3 separate regions of the Gossypium arboreum genome follow, and all the other regions are linked to region 2. A link is a contact called in public Hi-C data. All regions are on one chromosome and are shown on one strand. The core of a region is the stretch at or near the end of the contact, and the rest is flanking DNA. Distances in the headings are between cores, read along the strand shown.

Region 1 (3,121 bases), core at 422-2,921, 420 kb after region 2:
GTTCATTTTTGTTCTCCCCAAATTTTCTTTTCTAACTCTGGTCTGGAACCATAAAACGAGAAGGATCTTCTCCTCTAGCTTTCTCTCTAATCCTCTCTAAAACCTTCATATTCCGGTCAGCCTAATTTTTCTACGGCTCACCCTCACCGCGACGAGATCCTCCTTGTATCAACAATAGTAAAAGATGAATTAAATGCATGGAATGGATTGTAAATGAAAGAGAGATATATATGTATAGTAGATGCATGTAATGTCTAAAGATTATGTGATGGTGGTTGTCGAGAGTTTTCTTCTTTAAATGAGGTCGGCGGCTGTTCATCATCAGTTATTACATAGATCAGTTTTCTACAGTTGAAAGTTTGAAGTCTTGTGTTGCAACAGTTGCACATGGTACCAACTGAAATAACCGGATAATATGTAAGTAGAAAATATTGACTACATATATCAGTGGACCCAAAACTGGTCGTAGTTGATTGAAACCATTATAAATGCACCTACCATTTTGAATGTATTGCTGCAATTTATTCATCACGTGTCGATCCACTTCACTTTGAAATTTATCTATGTATTGGCTTTCATAAGTACTAATCTGTAAATCATGGAAAATTATCGTCCTCATGATATTAATTTATTTTGCTAATTAAACCACAGATTTCCGGCATTTAAAATGCTAATAAAGTTGCATCAACTTGGCTGGGTTGAGTTTTTATCTTGGGGCAAGGGACTTATATTGAAGCTTGGGCATCTTGTCTCCTAAAAGTAGATACAAACATTCTATACAAATGAATATGGAAACTATTTGGAATCAACTCAAGTAAATAATAAAAACATTGAATGAATCGTTTGTTTTATTGTATTTCTTCACAATAAATTATTTTGAAGAGTAATTTCCTTAAATTCTAAATCCCTCTTAAAAGTTATAATTAATTGAATTTTTCTAGTAATGAAAAGTGTGGATCAAATGTAGCATATTGATTGGGTATTCACTTTTCGAGGAGTAGTTTGAGTTCAAATCATAACGGATTAAATTGTAATAATATGTGTACCTATTGCATTGATAACTCAATTTCTCACTCTAATTTTTTTTTATTTTGTAGTTGGATTCAAATTATTCATATAGTTGGTATAAACATGTTTTGAATATAATGCACGCCAAACCCAAATCGACATTTAACGCCTAAATTGAATATCAACCTAATCTAAGAATTTGATTGATACAATATTAATACTTTTAAAACTCAAATAAAACATTTTGAAGTTCGGAGATCAATTTAACATATGTACAATAGCTTTGTGACGTTTAGTGAAATTAACCCTTGAAAGTATAAAGGGATAAGACAATATTTAGTTATTGAATTTGACAATTTTTTTCAAATTTTGGTCCATGATGTGACACTCTAAGATTTGTGCCATGTCATCAACTAATTTTTTAAATTAAAAATATAGCTTTTTAGGTGATGACATGATACAATATTAATGCCATGTCATCACATGGATTAAAATTGAAAATAAATTACCAAGTTCAAGGACTAATGTAGAGCAAAATAATTCAAGGATTAAGTTAAAAAAGTTACCAAATTCAAGGACTAACTGTTACTTTTATCCCAAATATAAACAAATTTGCCTGAGTAATAGGCTAATAATATCCATATAGTTTGGGCTAATAATATCCCAAATGTTACTATTGGGTCTCTGGCGGATTTCAAATTGTCCAATTGTTAGAAAATAATTGTTGTTTCAATTCCCCGGATCACCTTCGTCATCACTGGTTCTAATTTCAAACTCTAATCCCCTTTCTGTTTCCCACCAAAACTCTCAAATCCCTAAAATCAATTGATTACCCATTCGAAACCAATCGGTCCCACTCGTAAAGAGGAGAGAACAGAGATGGATCTTAAACAAGCCGGTTCATCACTCGATTCTCTGATATCTTCATTCAACACTCGAATCGCTGAGCTACAAGAACTCGTCATTGCAAGGAACAGTGAGTTAACTCGGAATTCAGCTCTCTTTCCCCCTTCCTTTTTCTTCTTTTCGGAATCCATGTTAAATTTTGCTTTAGAGCTTGTAAGATTAATGCTCTTCCTTTGTTCACAGTGTACCCGGCGAGTAGTGTGACGGATTTGTCGGCAATTGATGCGGCATTGAAGGGCATGGAGCTTCAAGTGAAGGCGATCAAGGACCGCTTGCACGAGGAAACCAAGGCCATTCCAAAAGCCAAAGTACGTTCCTTCTAAAATCTTCAGTTCTTTCCTCATTTAGAGGCTTGAACTTTTAAAATTAAGGTTCGGAATAAGGTCTTTTTAGTATAGTTAATTTGAATATTATTGGAAATTTTTTGGCTGAGCTGAGATCGTTGTGATGATTTCAGAAACTGATTGCCAAATCGCTGCGGCAGCAGAAGAAATTGCAGAGTATGTCTGTTTATGCACCCTCATATTTGCCTGAAAGAACTGCAACCTTGAATTTGGACTCTGATAGAGGGTAATTAAATTGCGAGATTTCTTTTTCTCATTATGTATAGGTTAGATTCTGCCATTAGTCCCTATGTGTAAGTTGTGATTTAGTCTCTATATTTTAGTTTTGTCAAAATTTAGTCCCTTTACTTTTTGAATTGTCTAATTTTAATCTCCGGACTTTTTGAATTTTGAAATATTAGACTTTACCCAACCGGTAGCAGTTAAACCCTATTGGTTAAATTCTGTTATTAATATTGTACTATGCCTAAAGTTATAGGTTTAGTCTATGTTCTCTGATTTGATCATTCATATTTTCTATACTTTTTAAAATTTCAATCTGGCTTTTTTCTCAATGGAAATAACAAACTGTCATGACACATATGATGATATGTTTGTTGCATCAAATTTTGAAATAACAAAACTTAAACAGCTACCATTTGGTAATGACTGCAGTTTTAAAAATTGAAAAGTACAGGACTAAAAATAACCAAGTTAAAGTATATTCAGGAAACTTTGCTATATAGTAATATACTTTAATTTCAGTTTCTTGTATGTAGAGATAATGATTATATGCAACATCATTTTGTCTCAGTTTGGTTCCTGAAGCCTGTAAACAGCAGCCTAATCAGAGCACTATGGTTGAGGAGCCTGCTGCTATACCA
Region 2 (2,786 bases), core at 238-2,737:
ATAAGAATTAGAAGTATTGGGATATTCCGACATTGAGTCGATGAGACACTATGTATAGACTACTGTTAAAGTTTCGGATTTGTTCCGATGAAGTTCTTTGTGTACTATAATGTTAAAGTTCTGGATTTATTCCGATGAAGCACTATGTGCTTATCCCGGAGTGTGGGTTGGATCCGTGTATCCGTCAGTGTCCGAGTTATGTTAATAAGGGTAAATAAAGTAAAGGTTATTAAAGTAACTGATTGATATTGAATAATAGCAATAATGTGTTTGAATTACCATGTTTTAAAGTTGATTAAGCTATTGTTTATAGAAATACCATCGAGAGTATTCTCACAGACGGTTTGTTTCGTCATGCGCAGCTAGGTACAAAAGTATAAGGACTCAAGATACAAGCCGATCCCCAAACTCAAATTGGTGAAGTTTCTATCTTTTGGAAAATGGCATTGTACCTAGGATGTCTTTTGGTCATTTTGAAAGTATCTAAGTTGTTAAGTGATATTTTGGTATGTTTTGTAAATGTTACCAAAACCTTAAGTATGGTATGTTTTGATATGTTAGTGAAGAGTAATAAGAGGAAGTGTTGGTAAATATTGTAGAGAGAAGAAATGAAGATGTTATAAACTTAGTTATCAACATTTTATACTAAAACAGATTTGGACAGTAGCGGTAGTCCAACTTTGAAAATATACCAAAAATAGTATAAAGTGAATTAGATAATGAATAAAATTTTTAATTGAAGCTTAATGAATCTATTTTTATATGGAAGAAATAAAATAGGTAAAAGAGTTGTATTTTATGAGATATTTACGTTTTGGTGAAACAGGGTTAGAATAATTTCTGGATTCCCTATTCTGACTTTAGAAATTCACCATAAATTGTGTATTAAGAATTAGGACTCAAACTTTATTTTTATGGATTCCTTATTGAGTCTATTTTTAATTGAAACAAATGGCATAGTCATTGGATTTCTGTATAGGAAGAAATTTGATTCGTAAGTGCACAAGGGTCAGAGTAGCCAAACCCTGAAACAGGGGAGACTTTTTCTAATAAACTGTACTAATTGGCCTGACCAAAAATTCTAGAAAACAATTAGTAAGTAGATATATGAGTCTAGTTTCAGGGAAAATTTACAGAATTAGATTTCGAGTTTCGTAACTCGAGATATGATTTTTTTAGCGACCGTGACGCAGATAAATAGTTTACTACGAAAACTGTTTAAGTGCCAAGATAAGTTTTGTAATGTCTCCTGCTCGACTCCGGCGACGGTCTCGGGTAGGGGGATGTTACAAGAAAAACCAACCAAACTAAAATAGATTAAATTGGTTAGATTGATTTAGTCGATTTTAACCTAAAATTGCTCCCTTCTACATATAACATCAATTTTAATAACCCAATAACTTAAATAAGAATTTTTGAATAATTCAATTACTATTTTGAAAATTTTAAAACTAAGTGAAATATAATGTTGGTATAATTTACCCAAAACAAAGTAATTCTCATTATTTTTGGCCGGCTTCCACCACCAACCTCCCAAATGGGGGCCCTCAAGAAAACCAATACCCTTTCTCAGCTAAGTTCATTCTATAAAATTCTCATTAAAACCTCACATTTCTTTTCAATCCTCTCTTCTGTAAAACCCAAAATGGCTACTTCATCATCGTCATCCTCATCTTCTATTGCAATTTCCCCAAGAAAGCTTCGATCCGATCTCTATTCTTATTCCTATAAGAACGATGGGAATAACCCATTGGTGATCACTGTTCTTGCTTCTCTTATTGAGAGAACAATGGTTAGGAACGAAAGGATTGATGCCAAGAACCGTGGACGACAGACATTGAGACAAAGAGATTTTAGGAGCAAAGTTTTCGATTGCCATGAAGCACCGGACATGACGGTTCAATGCTACCTAGAGAGAATTTTCCGATATACCAAGGCTGGACCGTCGGTTTATGTTGTGGCATATGTATATATCGATCGGTTTTGTGAGGCAAATCCTGGGTTTCGGATTACTGCTCGGAATGTGCATAGGCTTCTCATTACGACCATGATGGTGGCTTCTAAGTATGTTGAAGACATGTGAGTATTGCTTCCCTCACTCTCTTTACTGATGCGGTTAAAATATGGATCAACTCCATGTAGTTTTTTATATTTTAACTTTAGTACCTACACTTTCATTTCTAGGAATTTAGCCTCTACTTTTTTTTTTTTTAAATTTCAAAATTCATTTCTAGTTGTTAACCATCTAACACCGTTCAAATTCTTTTATTAAGTTCACTAGTGTGATATATTGAAATAAAAATAATACTCAATTAATAGTCATATAAAAAAAAAGAAAAATTGTAACAAATCAGAATTTAACAATTGCATTTTATATCTGTAAAGTAGAAGGGGTAGTGGACTAAAATGCAAATGTATAAAAAATATAGAGAAAAGTCCCTCTACTTAACAAATGAAAATTGAAATATTAGTCTAATTAATTAACACAGGTTGTTAAATCATTGACCTAAAAAGTTAGTAATTCGACAATTTATCTAAAAGTGATTAGCAAAAATCAACAGATCAACAAACCATATATAACAACAATTAAACTAGCTTCTCAATTTTTGAAAAATACAAATACCAAATTTTGATAAATTAAAGTAGAGAGGTTAATTGCTTAATTTTTATAAAGTAGTAAGATGAAAATTTCAATAAAACCAAGTTTAATGGCCTTAGTTGAACATTTTTTTGAGGAAGAATATAATGGGGTTGAGTGTTTTTTTGTTGAGCAGGAATTATAGGAA
Region 3 (2,880 bases), core at 316-2,815, 290 kb before region 2:
GTTAAAATTTTCATCCAATTGTATTGTTAAAAGTGGCATAGCTAACAGAATAATTAGACGTGTATCTCATGCTAATGTACAAAAATAAATTTTTAATAGAAGAAATAAATAAAATTTTTAACAAAATGACTAGTTTATTATTTGATATAATGTTGTTACACCCCTACCAACTTAGACACGTGGCACTACCAGAATATATTTAAGGAGCACCCGCAGATGGCCCTCTGCCTCACATTCGACCAGTCACTAAGTGATTGGCCTCCTGAATACTCCATGTAGTTCATAGGAAGATCACCTGTCCTTGGCCACCCACTATTAGCAGGTGTACTCTCCTTAAGGGGGGATCACCTAGGAACCATTGAGGTCTAATAATCTCTTTACTATCTCAACAAAAGAAATATTAGAGTCGTAAACGGTAGTCTTGCCACTTGGCTGGCCACATATTTATCATATCCAAAGTTTATTGGTGATAGAACTTTGTCCGATTCCCCTATAAATGCCCCAAGGCACGACGAGGGGACTCCTCCCTCGTTTTCAGCAATCCTAGCAACATACCAAGCCGTCAATCTCCTCCTCTCTTGTCTTTATCATATTTCAGCTCTTCTCCTGATTCAGGTGAATCGGCCTCCTTTCCTCCACCGCCATCTCCCCTTTGTTTCTTCCCTTACTAATTCCCGATATCAACAAACATAGAGGGAGTAAATTACCCAATTTTTCAATAAAAAGAGTAAAATATAACACGACTCCTATTATAGTCTCCATTGTACTTAAACAGAACACCTTTAATGGTTTTGTTGAATTTCCCCCAACAGTTTTAATGGTTTTGTTGAATTTCCCCCAACAGTTTTGTGAATATTACAGTAATTAAGCAGTAAATATATACAATTTATTTTGCTTTTGGGACATAGTAAATATCTATTACAGTAATGCCATAATCGAGGTCTTTTTTGGTTACTTTGTTTTATGTGCTCTTGCCTTCACATTAGAAAACAAACTGAAAATAAAAACAAAACAAAACACATATTTTGTCTGCCATTTCCATGGTGCAACATTCTTGTCTTCCATGATAGTCCAACGCATTATCACACCAGCAACCACCATACCACTGGCAAATCTGTAATTACCAGAAAATTCCATGGAAATTAGAATAGGTCAAGTGGCCAACATTCGTGTATATATATTAATTCCAATATCATGTCACATATATACATATTACTATTAGATTTTAATTTATTAAATTGAATTAATAATGTTTATAAAATTTTAAAAGATTTTTTATTCTCATGTATATATGAATTAATAATGTTTATAAAATTATATTTGACCCTCAAAGAATAAGAAAAAATATTTTAATCCTTTAAAAATTATAAAGATATAAACTATTAAAATGATAAAATTTCACTTTATTACTATAAAATTATAAATTTTATTCCGTACTCCTAAAAATATTTTTGGCTCCGCGACTATCCCATGACTTTTTTATTCTATGCAAAAATTATTGCCACACCTTCCCATAAGCTACGTAGTATATATAAGTACTCAATCATCATTCACACACACACACACACACAAAAAAAAAAAAAAATGCAAGCAAAAATATTCCATATTGTTCCTACAATGTTTCATTCGCCTTTAAAGCTCCCTTCTTACCTACATCAACCATCATTACCAAGAAAACTACCACAAGCCACATCTATTTCCAGCCCTGTTGATGATAATCACCATGTTCCTGGTCCTTTAACAATACCAGACAAAGATGAATCCATGGCTGCTTTTTGGGACTATCAGTTTCTATTCATCTCGCAACGGTCGGAAACGTCTGAGCCGATCACACTCCGTGTCGTTGAAGGTACGATCCCCCCTGATTTCCCTTCCGGTACGTATTACTTAACCGGTCCGGGGTTATTCGTCGATGATCACGGCTCGACCGTGCACCCTCTAGATGGTCACGGTTACCTTCGAGCGTTTAGCATCGATGGTGTTCCCAAAGAAGTTAAATTCACGGCTAAGTACATAAAGACCGAAGCTCAAGTTGAAGAACGCGATCCGGTGACCGGCTCGTGGCGGTTTACGCACCGCGGTCCATTTTCGGTCTTAAAAGGGGGTAAAAAACTTGGTAACGTTAAGGTGATGAAAAATGTAGCTAATACTAGTGTGTTGAAGTGGGGTGGAAAGCTTTTGTGTTTATGGGAAGGTGGTGATCCTTACCAGATCGAATCGGAGACGTTGGATACCGTTGGCAGTTTTAATGTGATAAATGAATCCCCGCCATCCGCCGAGAAACGGGGGCCCGGTGATTTATTCGACGTAGCCGCCCGGTTGTTGAAGCCGGTGTTACATGGTAAGTATGTATGTCCTTAGCATTGAATATGACAATTTTCATACACCTTATTGAAGGCTAAATTCTGCAATAAGTCTCTATACTTTGCAGAAGTTTGTGGATTTAGTCCCTATACTTCAATTTGATCAATTTAAGTCCATGTACTTTTAGAAATTTGAAATTTTAGTCCTGACTTAAACAATAATGATTAAATTTCATTTAGTTAAATTCAATTACCAGTCATCATTTACTAGAATATTTAGCCCATATTCTTCAATTAGATTATTCTATGCCCCTATATTTTTTTATTTTGAAATTTTAGTCTTGATGCAAATGATCGTCATTAATCCATTAACTAGATTTTTATTTAGTAATATGTGAAAATAATAAGCTAGCATGGCATTACACATATGATGATATGTTTATTGTATTAAATTTTAGAAATAGTTGAACTTAATGAAATCAATAGTTATCGTTTAATAAGGATGACTAAATTGAAATATATGAATTAAGTCCACAACTTTTGTAAAGTATAGGAACTAATAGCAAAATTTAATCCC

The links. Hi-C and Micro-C count contacts between places; a contact is called where the count stands out from the background.
Region 1: a contact with region 2 is called in a Hi-C map of leaf, with 3 times the contacts expected there. The contact joins the promoter of LOC108478501 here to the promoter of LOC108452626 in region 2. A contact is called at or near these places in 2 of 5 Hi-C or Micro-C datasets (both in leaf).
Region 3: a contact with region 2 is called in a Hi-C map of leaf, with 2.4 times the contacts expected there. The contact joins the promoter of LOC108482766 here to the promoter of LOC108452626 in region 2. A contact is called at or near these places in 2 of 5 Hi-C or Micro-C datasets (both in leaf).

Annotation. Positions count from the first base shown.
Region 1 is chr12:85,660,740-85,663,860 of ASM2569848v2, reverse strand. LOC108478501 (spindle and kinetochore-associated protein 1 homolog) reads left to right here and starts at 1,671. Exons shown (of 9, transcript XM_017780960.2): 1 at 1,671-1,984; 2 at 2,098-2,222; 3 at 2,372-2,484; 4 at 3,052-3,121. The coding sequence starts at 1,888.
Region 2 is chr12:86,083,885-86,086,670 of ASM2569848v2, reverse strand. LOC108452626 (cyclin-U2-1-like) reads left to right here and starts at 1,487. Exons shown (of 2, transcript XM_017750427.2): 1 at 1,487-2,079; 2 at 2,775-2,786. The coding sequence starts at 1,538.
Region 3 is chr12:86,369,031-86,371,910 of ASM2569848v2, reverse strand. It overlaps LOC108482766 (carotenoid cleavage dioxygenase 7, chloroplastic), which reads left to right and starts at 1,565. Exons shown (of 6, transcript XM_017785878.2): 1 at 1,565-2,341. The coding sequence starts at 1,585.